Regions from separate parts of the Macaca fascicularis genome. Here region 2 is linked to region 1. Evidence: chromatin contacts called from public Hi-C data. All regions are on one chromosome and are shown on one strand. Each heading gives the region's core, a stretch centred on a gene start, on an enhancer-like site or on the middle of the called end of the contact. The rest is flanking DNA. Distances are from core to core; before and after follow the strand shown.

Region 1 (3,853 bases), core at 1,170-3,669:
GGATAGTATCTACTTTGTTTTTGGATACTAGGACAAAACCCACCCTTAGTTCGTTTTTCTAGGGGCAGGCAGGAGGGTGTCTGAGAAGCTGCCAGAGCTCTCTGAGAACTGACAGCATTCTCTGAGCAGCACCTTTATAGGGAGTATTCTATGAGTGACGGAGCCTTGAGATACTAAAAATTTTCTGGATTAAAGCCAATGGAAGTAGATAATTGAACAACAAATTACACAATGCTAACCTTAAAGTTGAGTCTGTAAACTGTGGCAACCTTATACACATTTGAGCATTTTGAGAAAAAGTTCATTAAGAGAGGCTGACTGGCTCAGCTTCGTTTCAATCACCCAATCATTGCAGGTCACTAGAAACAAAAAGGAGAGTATGAATGCCATATCCCAACCACCCAATCACTCTAGGTCATTAGAAACAGAGAGGAGAATTCTTAAGTTAGAAATGGCAAATTACATCTCTTGGAAATTAATCTACTTAAGCCAATGTATTTTTTCCCCCACTTCCCCTCCTCATTTCCTTTATTGGCTTAATTTTTGTCCTTTTAATAAAAGTGCTTTTTATATCTTTTTTTTTTTTAACGATAATGTTTGTCCTCTACTACTTTTAATCTTTTGCTATCACATTCTATGGCTTCTTCATTTAATCCTGTATCTTCTAGTCTTCTCATCTTTTTATACCTCCCTTTCCCCATGTTTTTTTCCTTTTCCTTAACACCAGTGTAGAAACTACGTCCTCTTCATTTTCCCGTCTTTATGTTTGGTTGCCAACCCCATTTTTGATTCTCGACCTCTCATTTTTGCTAACTGCCCTTCCTTAATCTTGTGTTGATGTTTTATTCCTATCACTTCTGTCAATGCTCACACCCATTTCTTTCCTTTCCATCTATCTCTATATCTCCATATGCATTTTATGATCCTACTACTAAATGCTTAAAGCTGTATGTGTGTGGAATAGAACTGTACTTTCCTCCACGCGAATCCTATTTCCCTCTCCTCCCATAGCTACTTCTTGTCTTTTCATCCTTTCCAGATGTCTCCCTGTCCCACCCCCATCTGTCCCCTTCTTCCCCGTGTGAAGCCCATCTTCTTTCTAACCCCATTTGCACCCGTCTGATTTTACAAACATTTCAACAACATAAAGGATGCAGAGTTCTACTGGGAACCAGGTTGTGTGTGTTTCTGAAACTTTTGCGCGTTTACTGAAATGGGATTAGGGATTTGGATACAGAAACATTCTCGGGCAGCCTTTCAGCCCTGGCACAGCTTTGTACACCTTGGGGCGCCCTGGGGCCTATTCTAACGGGCAAGGACAGGGAAGTCTTTCAAGACCTTTTCTGGCCTTTTCCACTCCAGGGGTCAGGATGAATAGCCATCACCGACCCAAACTGTTAAACCAGGCCGGGTGGGGAAGCCTGGGGCCCTCTTCTGCGGCAGATCTGGCGGGGTGTCTAGGGCGCCGCGGGGCTCCGTGCAAGGAGGGGTTAGGGCAGGGGCCGCTGCGGCCGCAGGAGTCACCGGGCCTCCTCGGGAGGTCCGCTCACCTCTTACAGAGGAGGCCGACCCCAGGCCGGGTGCTCCCCTGAGGCGTAGGGTGCGGCCCCGGGCGCCGCCACCGCAGCGGCGCCGAGGGCCGGAGGTGCAGTCCTTCCCCAGGAGAGAAGGCGAGTCGCTACCGGCCGCTCAGTCAGAAGGTCGAGGGAATAGCGCGGGTGTCCCTCGCCAGCCGGCCCTCTGGGAACAAGGCGGGGGCGACAACCCAGGGGGTAGGGCTGAGGACGGCAGAAATCAATCGTGGGTACCGGCGCGGGGTCACGCATAGGAGAGAAGCGGGAGAGGGGCTGATCGGGGCCCCAGGGCGGCTGGGGCCGTGGCTCTGTCTGTAGACTCGGCGGGCGCCCCGAAGTCTGGGGCCGCCACGGCTCCAGCTCCGCCGGCTCCGGCCGGAGACTCCAGGCCGCAGTTTCTCCTCCTCCCGGCGCCTTCTCTCCAGTGAGGAGCCGAGCGCGGGCGGCGCGGGGGGAGGGGTGGCGGCAGAGAGAACAGCCAGTTGTTTAAAATCCTTCTAGAGCAGTTTCTAATTCCCCCCTTGCGCCCGGGTTCGGAGGGGGGAGGGGGAAGGAGAGCGGGTGGAGGGAGGAGAGCAGAGAGGGAAGGAGGGAGGGAGGGAGCCGGGGAGGGAGGGAAGGAGGGAGGAGACTGCCGCTGAGGCTGTAGCCGCCACCGCGCGCTTCGGAAGGCCGGAGGGAGGGGGAGGCCTGTCAGTCTCGCGCGTTGCCTGGGCGAAGGGGGCGGAGCTTTGGCGTGGGGCGGCCAATAGTGGGGGTGGCTGCGTGGGTCGCCATGGGGACGGGGCTGTTCCCGGGGAGGCTGTGATGGGTTGACAGGTGCGTGACAGTGGGAGCTGCTCTCGGCACAAGCATGTACGGCAAAGGCAAGAGTAACAGCAGCGCCGTCCCGTCCGACAGCCAGGCCCGGGAGAAGTAAGTGTCTCCGCTTCTCACCCACCTCCGCCTTCACACGCGCGCACACTCACGCACGCACTCGCACACTCTGGGAGACACAGACACTCTCCGCCCGGGGAGCGCCGGGGGTGGGCTGGCAGGGGGAGGGGTGCCGCGATGGGGGCGTGTGGTGCGGGGAGCGGCGCTTTCCCTGGAGGTGCGGGCGCGGGGCGGGCGGCCGCAGGGGGCTGTCGGCGGGAGGGAGCGGGTGTGTTGAGGGGCGGCGGTGGTGCTGGTGGCGAGGATGGAAACTTGTTTGGGTGATTGAGGGAAATAACCCGCGGGTTCACCTTCCAAAGTAACTTTAGAGCTGGGGTCCGGGGCTCCGGGGACCCGGGGAGCCGCCGGGGGTGGCGGGAGGGGCAGCTGCGTGTAGGAAGGCGTGCGGTGGGAATGTGGGTGTTTGGCGGGCCGGCCAGGGTCGGGGCCGGGGTCGGGGAGGGCCGCGCGGGGAGCGCGGCGGCGGGGGCCTGGGCGCTGGGGCTCAGGGCCGCGAGCGCGGGGCGAGGCGAGGGCGGCGGTGCCGGGCGCGCGGCGGGCGGAAGCCGGGCGTGGAGCGGCCGAGCGGGGCCCCGCGGGGCGCGGAGACGCGCGCGGGGCGCGGAGGGCGTGGGCTGGGTGGGCGTCCGGGCTTTCCTGGGCAGCTACTGACTCGGCGCCCGCAGTCCCTCGGGCCGCGCGGGGCTGGGGCGGGGGCGGGGGCGGGGGCGGGGGCGGGTGGGCGCCGGAGACGCCGCAGAAGTTTGGGAGTCGGAGAGGGACGAATTCCCGGGGAGCTAAAGTGTGCTGACGAGGAGCCGGATCCGCTGGAGGAGGCTGGCGTTTCTGCCTCTCGCAGCGGACCCAACTCCGCGGCGGCGGCTGGCGAACTTTTTGTGAGGCTGGCAGCCCCCGAGCGGTGGGAGGGGCGGGCCCGGCGGGGCGGTGGTCGGGGGCGCGCGGAGGGGAGTTGTGGGAGCCGCCGGGGGCGCCCGAGGAGGGCAGCTGCGGCGGGGAGGGGCAGTGGTCCGAAAAGGGGTTTGTGGGAGGGGAGAAGCGTTCAGGTGGGAAGGAGCCGCTTGGTTACAGTTGTGGGGAGATACAGGTGTTAACTTCGGTGGGAGCCCAAGAGGCGGCTGGCGAGAACAGAGCCCCTCCCGGCCCGGGATACCACTGTCACGGCACACTGCAAAGCAGAGCGGTTTGCTGCTATTCTTGTGCACTTGTAACGGTGATTTGGTTGTTACTAAAAATGAGAACGAATAGTGACTGTGACCACTGAGGAAGAACCCCCCTCCTTTTTATTTTTTTTTAATTTTTTAAAACTGTGCAACAGATCGGTGATTCCCAGTAAGCACTTAAAC
Region 2 (3,982 bases), core at 1,136-3,635, 100 kb before region 1:
GTCCTCCAGTCTTTGTAAATCAGGCTTTTTACATTATGACAGATTAACAACCAGGGCAACTAATTCATGGACATGGAGTTGGAAATGGAATTCTCCACATGTCCTTCATTCACCTGTCCGCACTGAGATCCAATATGTGGAGTAGTACTTTGTGGACTATAAGAAAATAAGTAAATAGAAATACCACCCAAAGAACAGGAGTCTGAATAAATAATTAAGGGAAATTTTTGAGGCATGGCCAAGGGGAAAATTTTACTGTAGTGAATAGCAAAACTTTCAAAAAACACATTTCTTTCCTCCCTGCCACCACCCCCACCACCCCCCACCACCGTGTGTGTGTGTGTGTGTGTGTGTGTGTGTGCACGCGCACGCTTTTAAGGACTGCCTGCTCTATAACTGTATTTGAATCCCTTTGATTTCTGTTTGTCCAAAGTACCTTCCAGTTTCAAGAAACGCCCGGGTTACATTTTCTTCAGATTTTGTTTTTTGTTTAAGGTAAGCTGACCCCTTGGGACTAGTACAGTTTTACAGTTTAGGGCAGTTTGAAAAAGAGGGGAAAGCATCTTGCTTCTTGTTATTGAAGATACATGACTGTAGACCTAATTTTTCTAAAAACATAGTCACTAACAGATTACCAACAAGAAGAGAAGATTCAGCTCCTGGCTTCCTAAATGGATGAAACCTGCCTCCCCACTCCCACAATATCATAGTGGGATAATGAGTAATATTAATCTCTTCAGAGATATTTACTCACTCCGACTTATTTTTGAAGAGTAGAGGAGTGTTGCTGCACCCACAAGTGGACAGATATTGAACTCAGCCGCCCCATCTGCCTTGACATCACGTGGGGTATTACCGTAACCCCCTTTCTGTTCTCCCCTGTTTCAGTGCAGTACAAGTGGCTTTCCAAAGCAGATACAAAGTTATTCTCAGTGTCTGAAGTTCCAGCTCCTCCACAAAAGCCTGTGGCCCCCAAGTAGCACCACTTCATGAATGCCTGTGTCTCAACTCTGCAAGGCCGACCTTGTCCTCTCCATCATCTGAGCGGGATTGACCCTGTCCGGGTAAAACTATGGAACGGAAAGGGTTAATCAGAGTCCCCAGGAGCTGGGGGAGCACCTGGAGCATCTCAGCAGGGGAGCAACTGGAAACCACAAACATCAAACTGTGCTGCTGCAACTTGAACTAAACGCCGAGGGAGTCAGTTAAGCTTAGACCAAATGGTCTTAATCAAGGTATCAGAACAGACCTCTCAAAGACAGAAATGATGGTATATCCCGGCCCTCCAATCCTATGGATTTTTTTTTCATGTTGCAATTTAAGTCTCAGAATACATTTTATGACCCCAATGCCCTTTATTCCGAAAGATGCCGTGAGATGTCTGCAGAAATGTCCTGCAGGACTGTGGAGAGCACAGTGGGCGTCCCGGCCCTCCCAGCTTTGCCTCGCCATCACTTCCAAATAACCTTTGTTGCGGGGTCGGGGGACCCAAAGCCACCTTCGCCCCTGTCCGTACATCCTCCAAACAAGCGGCAGCCAAGAGGCTGCAGGACCTACTCGCCGGCCCCCAGCCCCCTCCCCGCCCCCAGCTCTAGCTGCCCGCCTGCCGCCTTCGCAGCCCCTTCCTCACTCCCTACCCGGGGGGCCGTCCCCCTTATCGCCACCCGCCCACCCCCGCCCCCAACCAACCCCACAGGCACTCTCAGACCCCACCAGCACATTCCTAACAGCTCCAGCTTTCCAGGAAAGCAAAAAAAAAAAAAAAAAAAAAAAAAAAAAAAAAGACCATAACATCACGGGCAGGTTTATTTGGGTTTGTTTGTTTGCTTGTTGGCTCGATTAAATACTCGTGGAAGGTGAACGTACCCCACACAGGAGAAGTTTGATGTTGACAAACTTCTGGTGGCAGCGAGACTGTGTCAGCACAACTTCCGGGATAATGAGAGCTGCTTTGCAGGGAGCGCGGCAGCCGCGGCGGGAGGCGGTCGCAGGACGGAACAGCAAATGCTATTCAGCCCGAGCAGTTTCAAGCCGCCCGAGCTGGGGAATTACTGTAGTCGAGCTACGGCTCCTACCACCGGCGCTGGATCTGGGCGCGCGTTAGGGGGGGAAGCTGCAGGCACAGGGCGCCGAGAGGGGAGCTTTCAAGTTACTTTGCTCCATCCCTGCACCCGGCAGAGGCTTGCAGGCTGCGTGGTAACTGCAAACATCTTGTTCCCTGCTTCTTTGGGCGGCCGCCCTGGAACCAACCAACTTTTCTCTCCCCCAAAACTCCCTCTTTGTTTCAAATAGGACTCTCCAAAATTTATTCTTGGGAAGACTGACAGCCGGGGTCAAGAAACAGCTGTTGAAGTTAATGTTTCTTCCTCCCACTTCGTCTGATGGTTGTGCCCTGCCAAGACAAAGTGAGAGGCACTGCCTGGTGGCTTCTTTAAACAGACATGCATTTAGCCAAAAAGGATTGGGGTGGGGGTATATTTTCTTGCTTAACATACAATCTGATCAGAAATGCAACAGCATGTGCCTTTCAACTTGTGCTGATTACTTGCTGAAAAGATGCTGTAGCTTTTAGTTTTGAACACTTTGAGCATTGGGGGCGGGGATGGCGGGAGAGTTAGTGGTTGACACTTTCCATGTTTTGGTAAAGGGGCTAAAATTTTAAACCCTCCTCCCTCTGATCCACCTCTGGCCCTCTAAGAAAGATAGAATGGCCTGGGGGAGGGAGAAAAGAGTTGCATTCCTTTGCAAGGTTTAAGTCACATTTTAAAATTCAAATCATTATGCAGAACAAGGGCTTGCCTAGAGCTAGGTAAACTGTTTTTATTTGGAGATGACCTAGGCCAAACCTTGGAGAGTGCTGGAGCTCCTGGTGGCTTTCTCCACACCAGGCCTGTGTCATCTCTCCTTTCCCAGTCCAACTCCTTTTCCCTTACTCAGAGGGCATATTCTAGGGGGAAGCTGCCCTGTTCTTTTGTGCTGCCTTCTCCAGGGTGAAGGCTGATTTTAACACCGCCCTTCCTCCCCTTAGCATTTTAGAGCCCCTGTGAACTGCTGAGAGGCCCCTTGGGGCTGTCCTCCGGAGTTTCCCTTCTCCTAACTAGCATCTCCCAGGCATCTACCCTTCTGTCCTGGGGGTAGGTGGGTGGGAACTCTATTCCTTCCACATCAGAGAGCTTAACCACTCTTCTAACCCACCCATTCTCCTTTGGGAGTGCTGGGCTCATTTGGCCTCTCTCAGATGAAATTATATGAAGACATAAAAGGCCTTCCCTCTCCAACCAGGTTATCCTGTCACCACATCGCAATGCAGTGCCATCACAAAGTGATATTGCATCAGGCCCAAGGATATTTTAGGAAGCTCTCAAGCTGGGTCCAACAAGCCTTCCATGCAGGCATCGGGACCACACTGCCAAATTCAAGGCTGCAGAGCTGCTGGGCAGGTGTCAGTGATGCCCTCTCTAGACTCAGCTATTCTCTTCTCTATTCTCTACTCCACCTCCCCCACCTCCATGCCTTCACCAGGCAGGTCCACTTTGAGACTCCCCCAATACTCTGCCCAGTTGCCAGAGGCCACTGCTTTTGCTTTTCCTCCTGTTTTCTTTGCAAAGTGTTCCAGCACACCTTCTGATGTATTTCCTGTTTTTCTGCCTATCATGGTCACTCACTGAAACCTTAATTAATATTTGCACATATTAGCCGTAAATCAACTAAATTACACTTGGAGCTGCAATGGCTGCAGCACACACGGTCTCCAATTTGGGTGTCTGCACGTCGCAGGCCTCCCCAACTTGTTGGACTTGGGTGAACTTTTCTCATTCCCTCAGACTCTGGATCTCCCAGCTTAGTTGGCACAAGGGCAGCGGCCAAGAATCCAGGCACCACCCTCAGCAAGTGCCCCTTCTCTGAGTCCTGCTAATGCAATCCAGCAGCCAATTGACTTCAATTCCTTCCGCTTTATTGTTCTCCATCCTCAGAGAGACCA

What was found. A called contact is a pair of places that touch in the nucleus more often than the background predicts.
Region 2: a Hi-C map of liver shows a contact between it and region 1, with 2.4 times the contacts expected there. The contact joins the enhancer-like site here to the promoter of SSBP2 in region 1. A contact is called at or near these places in 2 of 2 Hi-C or Micro-C datasets (liver and skeletal muscle).

Annotation. Positions count from the first base shown.
Region 1 is chr6:85,676,750-85,680,602 of T2T-MFA8v1.1, reverse strand. It overlaps SSBP2 (single stranded DNA binding protein 2), which reads left to right and starts at 2,419. Exons shown (of 17, transcript XR_012413812.1): 1 at 2,419-2,489. It overlaps LOC135971320 (a long non-coding RNA gene), which reads right to left and starts at 2,000. Exons shown (of 2, transcript XR_010587429.1): 1 at 1,551-2,000; 2 at 1-359.
Region 2 is chr6:85,776,909-85,780,890 of T2T-MFA8v1.1, reverse strand. No RefSeq gene overlaps it. Among named protein-coding and RNA genes, the nearest start is that of ATG10, 97 kb to the left of the region's middle. Within about 2 kb of position 2,385, at least 6 of the 6 cell types and tissues checked have an H3K27ac peak or open chromatin away from gene starts, as enhancers often do. A contact at or near this core is called in liver, where this site is marked.